Regions from separate parts of the Arabidopsis thaliana genome. Here region 1 is linked to region 2. The links are chromatin contacts, called in public ChIA-PET maps. All regions are on one chromosome and are shown on one strand. Each heading gives the region's core, a stretch centred on a gene start, on an enhancer-like site or on the middle of the called end of the contact. The rest is flanking DNA. Distances are from core to core; before and after follow the strand shown.

Region 1 (3,507 bases), core at 648-3,147, 50 kb before region 2:
TGTGTTTTGTGTCTAGTCTACGTGCTGCATTTAATTATGTCTCCTAAGTCAACAAAAGGTTACAATCACATCTTAATATTTCACATGGAATTGCACTCTTGGTTATGTCTTATTTGCGGATTAGACCCAAGTGTCTATTGTTCACATGGTGCAGTTCCTTATAATCTCTGGCAACAATAGATGAGTTCTTGGCATCACATTTCATCTTTTACTCATTTGTGGTCAGCAGATAAGTATTGATTGATGATACAGATTGATTTACACTTCTCTATCGACATTCTTCCTTAATAAACCAGTTAAATCAAAAACTACTGTTTTCAGGTACAACAATATGAAGATGGTATTAGCAAATCAAATATTTTCCACTCAATAGACATTTTACATGTAAAACGAAAGGAGCTCAGGTTTTTGGCATAATTAAGTATACAAAAAAGGCGATTGCGTGTGAGAAACAGAACTACTGCTGATCCTCCTTCTTGTTTCAGTGCTTGTTGGATTAGCTTCTACAGGGAATCTTGGAACATAGCTCGGTGTTCTGTTCATGCTTGTGTATGAATCACCAGAAACTCTGACAGATTTATGACTCTTGCATCCCATTAATAAACCGCTACTGCTAGATTTCCGTCTCTGAGGCGCGATTTCTCGGTTTGATTTTGCCATGATAGGGATTCGAGGAATCTGAAAAGACCGGTTCTTTTTGACGGGACTCGTAGCACATTCAGACATAACAGAGAAATCTGCTACACTTGCTGTCACTACACTCCATTGTATGCTTACCTCACTTGGTGCATAACCATCTGGTGAGTCTGGATCACTACTTCCTTGCCTTGCAAGAAAAGGGTTTGCCTTCCCTGTTAAGCTCTCAATCTCAAAAAGATCCGTACTTACATCGCTCACACTCCCATCTTCTTCTTCTTCATACTTCACAGAGAATCCATGTTCTTCTTTTTTCGCAGAGCTCGAGTATTCCCATGGAAATTTCTTCTGAATGATTCTCTTCTCAATAAGAGGAGATCCAAATATTTCCAGAGACTTCCTCTGCTCTAGCATTGCTTCTTGTTGTTGTTGATGAATCTTCATCTCCGAGCTTAGATCTCCAGAGAAACTCAATTGAGTCTTGATCTTCTTCAGACCAGAGCTTCTTCTCTTGTCGTCGACGACATCCACTGAACTCCAGTTCGAACACACGCATCTGCAGCCAAGAGTAGCGAGAAAACTCTTCTTATTACTCACCTTGTGATTGCTACTCATATCCTTCTCCTGAAAGTAACTGTTGCAACTAGAGTTTTTCTTGATGTTCTTCTTCTTCTCTACATATTTGCTCTGAAGCAACAAACTCTGGCTATTCCAACTGGATTCAGACCGAAGACTAGGAGTTTCCGAGGAATTCTTCGAGCTTTGCTTCGGACCAACAAAGATTCTCTCTATTGGAACTTCTGGATCTGGCAGAGGAGACACAAGTCTAGGACTGTGGTCAGAATCCATATCTCCATTGAAGTACTTCTCAGCTCCAAACACACTGATCTCCAAATCTTCAGAAGCTTTCTTGTTAATTCCAAGAACATCATTGGTGATACCACTCATTAGGTTCTTCTGGGTGAGAGCATCTTCCTTGCTTGTCAAGTAAGAGAAAGAAGTAGAAGAAGAAGAGAAAGGACCATAGAGATTGTTACTGTTATTATTATTGTTCATCATGAAATCAAAAGATACGTTTGGAGTTGAAGAAGATGAAGTTAAGGTCACCATTTTGTTTCTTTTTGTGTATTACTATTTCTTAGGGATGATTTAGATTTGAGTAATATAAATAGAAGAAATGAGGAAGTTCCTTGTTTTTTTTTTGAAGCTATGTCGTGTGGGTTCCATTACTGGGACAAGACTGCCTATTTGCCAGTGATTTTGTGCTAATGTATAAACAAAATATTAATTATATTTTGTCTTGGTTATAAGGAAAATGAAAAAAGAAAAATAGTGGACATGATTCTCCCAAGGAACAAAATTACAAATTAGAAGACACGAGGGATGTACGTATTTTGTGATATACTGACAAAGACTTGTCGTCGAGTTAGTTGGTCGTTAATGGGCTTTGGGCCTATACTGACATAAATGGGCCTTAAACAACGTTATTTTAAGTAAGTAACGGTTTTTTTCTACCCGCTCGTTTTAGTCGGATCTTATCCTCTTCCTCAATCTGATAATCGTGTTGGTTCATGTGTGGAAGTTCTCTAAGAACAACAGAAAATTTCAAAATGGTTTCTCAGATAATCTCGTGTTTATCTCAATCTTCGTCTCTTCTATGTTTATCCGATTCAAGGAGGTTAATTCTTCCGAAGACTTGTACTTACGGCGGTTTGAGCCGGTTTTCTCCAGGATTTGCTAGCCGCCGGTTATTTACGGTTAATCGGAAGAAATGGAGATCGGCCTGCATTTTCAACTCTGGAAAGGAACCTGGAGGAGAGGGAAAGGTTACTGTCTCACTGACTCTATCTAAATTAGATTCTTGTTTAGTTTCCGGTCTGAATTTTTCTGAGGCAGCTCTATGTAACTTGTTCAATTGAATCCAAATTCTATTGGAATGTGAAAAAAGACTAGACCTTTGAGAAATTATTTGAAGTTTTGATTGTTATATTTGTTGTAGTTACAAGGAGGTAGCTCAGAGTGGCCGATACTTCAGAGATGGGAAGTTCCATGGGGATGGCAGACAGTTTCGTTAACTTCGTTTGCTTGTGCACTAAGGTACTCTCATCAAAAGCTTTCCCTTTTGATGACTTTAGGGTTGGAGTTTGATGAAAGTACATAGACTGTGTGCTAAGATAAATGTGATGGTTGAGTAGACTGATCTGAAAGATAATCTCTCTGTTATGGTTAAATAGTTTAATGTTCAGTGACTATTCTCTGTGTAATGCATGGAGTGAGATTAATTTTGTTCCCAGGCAGTTTTGTTTTGACAGGATTAACCGAGATGGCAGTCATACCGTTTTTAGGAATCGACGTTGAGAAACTGACCTTGGACGATAAGGCGGAGATTTTGTTCCTGGATCAAGGGTAACCAAAAAAATACTACTCTTTTGTGTATTCTTTGCTCTTTTTTACTCTGTTAATGTAAACTCATTATATAATCTCGTTGCTTTAGCTGATTTCACATTGTAAAATTAGTTATCTCTCTTGAGGTTTGGCTTATGTTGAATAACATTGTCTAAATATTTGGCAGCCTAACAACCGCGGTGGTACTTGCTGTCATATTCACTGTTGCCAAAACCTTCGACCCACTTCCTGAAGATATTCTTCGCTATGGTACGTTTTTTTTTTTTTTTTTTTTTTTTCTATCAGCATGGTTTGCTCTTTTATTGGTAGTTGACTGTTTGTTCGATCGTCAGATTTGAGACAACCCGTCAACCTGCAAAAAGGATGGCTTGTGTGGGGTGGAATCGGTCTGGTTGGTGCTGTTGGTGCTATTGCGTTAACAGGTGTTGTTTTATCCGTGTTCAGGACAGAAGCACCTGAAAGGGA
Region 2 (3,657 bases), core at 952-3,451:
CTAAAAAGACATGTTAAGAGATCTAATTTAATAATCAGTTTATTTGCATGCCAATGTTTAATAATTACTATGTTAATTTTTTTTATTTTGAAACAACTTTTAGTAATACTAAAATGATTTTATGGAAGAGAATACTGTATATATATCACTATTTATGATTCAATAATATGTTTCCAAAATTTAATACACTTTTAATTACTAAAAATTATATTTACTTTTGTGGAATATAATATGTAAATTTGTATTCACTAAAATTTATAACTAAATATAATTTCTATAAACCATATGAAATGACTCCCATATATTGTTTGAGAAGTGTTTTTAGTGATTTCAATATCACTTAATTTGTAGTAAGGTTTTTTCTTTGTAGTAGTTGGAGTTATCATTCTTCGCCAAAGTGAAGGAAAAAAATCTTGAAGAAAGGCATGTTATAATTATTTAAATTTAAACTACTATATAGAAATCATTAAATTAATAAATAAAACTTTGAATTTAGTGATCCAAGTACACACACAAAAATAAAAGCTAGTGGATTTCAGATCAAACAACACAAAGTAATAAAAAAATTTGATTTCTAATTTGAATCAACTAGCTTAAGACCCGTGATCCGATCCTCACAATACATAACAAAAGGGGTGATGTTCACTTTCTTAGCTTGACAACCATAGAGTGGAGCTCTAAGGAAACATGGCTCCATTGACACGGCACGAACACATGGTGGCTCAGGAGCTGTGTGGTTCTTTGGCTTGTAGAGTATCCATGGCTTTAATCCTCCAAGACCTTGAGCAACGTATCCGAACGTAGACGAGTCGCTCGTGACAATGTAATCCGTTAAACTTAAGAGATATATCTCAGCGAGTGCCTTTTGGTCATGAAGCTTATTGTCTGTTTGCTGATATATTTCTTGACTTGGTTGGTAAATTTGTATTATCTCTCCTGTTGAACTCGGGCCTTTCCAATACATTTGCCTTAGAATCTCCGAGTACTCTGGGTAAAGAGAAGTGACAAGAACAGCTTTAAGTTTCGAGCTTCTTGATGTGTTAGTGACTTGTGTTTCTAAGACAAACACTTCAGGTAATAGTTTCTCTCTTTGTGTACAGGCTAAGATCTGGTCCATGACATGTTGGAAATATCCAGCCGGCTTGCTAAAAACTCGTACTTGAATCCCAAGTCTCTCATCAGCTCTTGATAAATAACCATTATAGGATCTTGTGATCATGCCCCAAACTTGGTTAGTCGGGTGAAAAAGATAGCGAGCCAAATGGTGAAAGACGGTTTCTTTCTGTGGGAATAGCTTGCTTAATTCTGACTGAAAAGAAGGGATCAACCATAGAGATGGGATAAAGTAAAGATTCGAGTTGAAGACCAACCAAGGGACTTGCCTGATGAGAATTTGGTCACTTTCACAGAAGAACATCTTATCATAATCGTCGTAATCGTGAATAAGATAAAGACAGAGGTACGAGGGGATGATGCTTTCTGTTGTAGTTGAGTTAATGGCATGATTCTTCAACATTGTTCCGTAACAGCGCGGAGATTCCTTGTTGAAGCTATCTAATTGATCTGTTAGTGGAAAATCCAGAGGGAGTAGCCAGGAAGTACCTGGAAAAGGCTCACAGAAGAGGTCACTTATGTCCGTACGTTGGTCAACAAGCATGATTCTGTCAGTCAAGAGAGCATAGAGAAACAGAGAAGCAAGAGTAAGTATTCTGTTTCCTAGCCCATAAACAGCAATCCACACAATGTATCTGCATTCACCAACAGATTTGGTTGAATGATTCTCATCATCATGACCAAGAATCTCCGTTGCTTTCTTGTAAGCTTCTGTGCCTGGACCGCAACGCTTGTGAAGCATCTCATAGCTTCTAAGCTTAGAGACGAGATATCTGGATGGTTTGTATGGTGAAGGCTTGCGATACAAGGAAGACTCATACCTACTCAAGCAAGAATCTTCATCAAAATCAGCTGTTAAAAGCCCTCCTAACAGTTTATCCTTTGATTTCCTGGAATCCTTTGAACCTAAGAAAAATGAAATATTGAGTCAAAGGAGAAAACTTGAGTAACAACAGCAAGACCTAAAGATTAAAGATTTTACCGTTGGTTGTAGCATCCAGAAGCTGGTAATTGAAAATATTGAAGAATGAGAGTTGCATCACTGACAAAAGAAATAAACAAGTGACGACTGTTATCACGACCTTCATCTTCTTATCTCATTAAGAAGCAATGTTGAATTTATTTTGACCAATCCCAAACTTTTTTTTTTGGTTTTTTTACCAAACCCAAACTTGTTGTTACCAAGTACCAACTATCATTATCAAATTTTAAACCATTTTATAATAGTTCTTTTTTAATTTATGGCGAATTCAAAGGAAACAAAAGAGTATTTCACTGCACATATAAAGAGAATGTCTTTCCAAACTTAAAATATAATATATAAAAAAGAAATTATTATTTTAATTTTTGAATGTCTACAAAATAAAGACACCACGTCATAAATGTTTGATAGAGACATTTTTAAGAAGTATCTCCAATTTAAAGAACCAACACATTTGATTAATGTTTTAAATATTATTAAAGACACTAATGCGCTTTTAAGCTAAAAAAGTTGGTACACACAATTAGAGTACGACCGCGTTAACCGGTTTTGGTTCAAATTTATTTTTATATTTGGTTGGAGTCGGTTCGGTGTCGGTGTAAAAACCCTCCGATAAGTGAGAAAATCTCTGATGCTAATCGTCGTCGGAATTAGCCTCTGCTAGGGTTTTTTTCCCGGCAGCCACAAGATCGGAAAATATCTCATGCGGGTTATCCCGATTTCATTACTCTCGCATGTGAGAGGATTGATTCGAAGAGCACCCTCGTCGCGATTGTACGTGGTTCCTGCACTTTCCCGGGCGAACCCGATAATCTCATACTCGGAGCAAGTGAAAGAAGGTAACTTTGATTGTAAAGCATTTGGAATTTAAAGAAATTGAGCTTCTTCGAGTTTTAGCTAGTTTGAAAGATGATCCTTATCTTGCTTTATCGTTTCTGAAACGAATGGAAAGAAATGTGACTTTTTTGCCTAGTGTCCAAGCTTATGCAACTGTTATCAGAATCGTTTTTGGTTGTGGTTTGGATCAGAAATTGAATAATTTTCTAGTGGAACTCGTTAGAAAAGGAGATAAAGGACGCGGATTCAGTGTCATGGATCTGTTAAAGGCCGTTGGAGAAGCAGAAGAGGAGGGAAAAGGGTCATTGCTGTTGTTGAGCAGGCTCTCCAGTGCCTTGGTTAAAGCCTATGCTAATCTTGATATGTTTGACCAAGCTATCGATATATTTTTCCAGACTAGTCCCCTAGGGTGTGTTCCAGATATACAAGCATTGAGTTTTTTGATGAACCGTATGATTGCTTCTGGAGAAAACAATATGGCTGTGGCTACTTTCATGCAAATAGAGCGGCTGGGGCTGGATGCGGATGCAAATACTTATGTGCTTGTGGTTCAAGCATTGTGTAGGAATGAGGATACAAAAGGAGTAGAGAAGCTTCTTAGTAGACTGTTAAATTCAGAGCCTAGGAAATGTAGTGTGTTTTATATGAATTTCATTGAAGGACTCTGTTTAAATCAGATGGCAGGTATAGCTAATCTTGTACTCCAACCATTGAGGGACGCAAAT

What was found. ChIA-PET counts read pairs in DNA pulled down with a chosen protein or histone mark.
Region 1: an H3K4me3 ChIA-PET map of shoot shows a contact between it and region 2, with 11 read pairs. The contact joins the promoter of PKS2 here to the promoter of FUT8 in region 2. A contact is called at or near these places in 1 of 2 datasets of contacts at active chromatin or transcription factors (shoot) and 1 of 3 other capture datasets (seedling).

What each region holds. Positions count from the first base shown.
Region 1 is chr1:4,875,896-4,879,402 of TAIR10.1, reverse strand. PKS2 (phytochrome kinase substrate 2) reads right to left here and starts at 1,897. Exons shown (of 1, transcript NM_101294.3): 1 at 96-1,897. The coding sequence starts at 1,746. The coding sequence ends at 418. It overlaps AT1G14270 (CAAX amino terminal protease family protein), which reads left to right and starts at 2,147. Exons shown (of 10, transcript NM_101293.5): 1 at 2,147-2,462; 2 at 2,636-2,733; 3 at 2,935-3,042; 4 at 3,209-3,291; 5 at 3,375-3,507. The coding sequence starts at 2,208.
Region 2 is chr1:4,826,505-4,830,161 of TAIR10.1, reverse strand. It overlaps FUT8 (fucosyltransferase 8), which reads right to left and starts at 2,201. Exons shown (of 2, transcript NM_001084062.1): 1 at 2,096-2,201; 2 at 575-2,019. The coding sequence starts at 2,201. The coding sequence ends at 575. It also overlaps the pseudogene AT1G14090.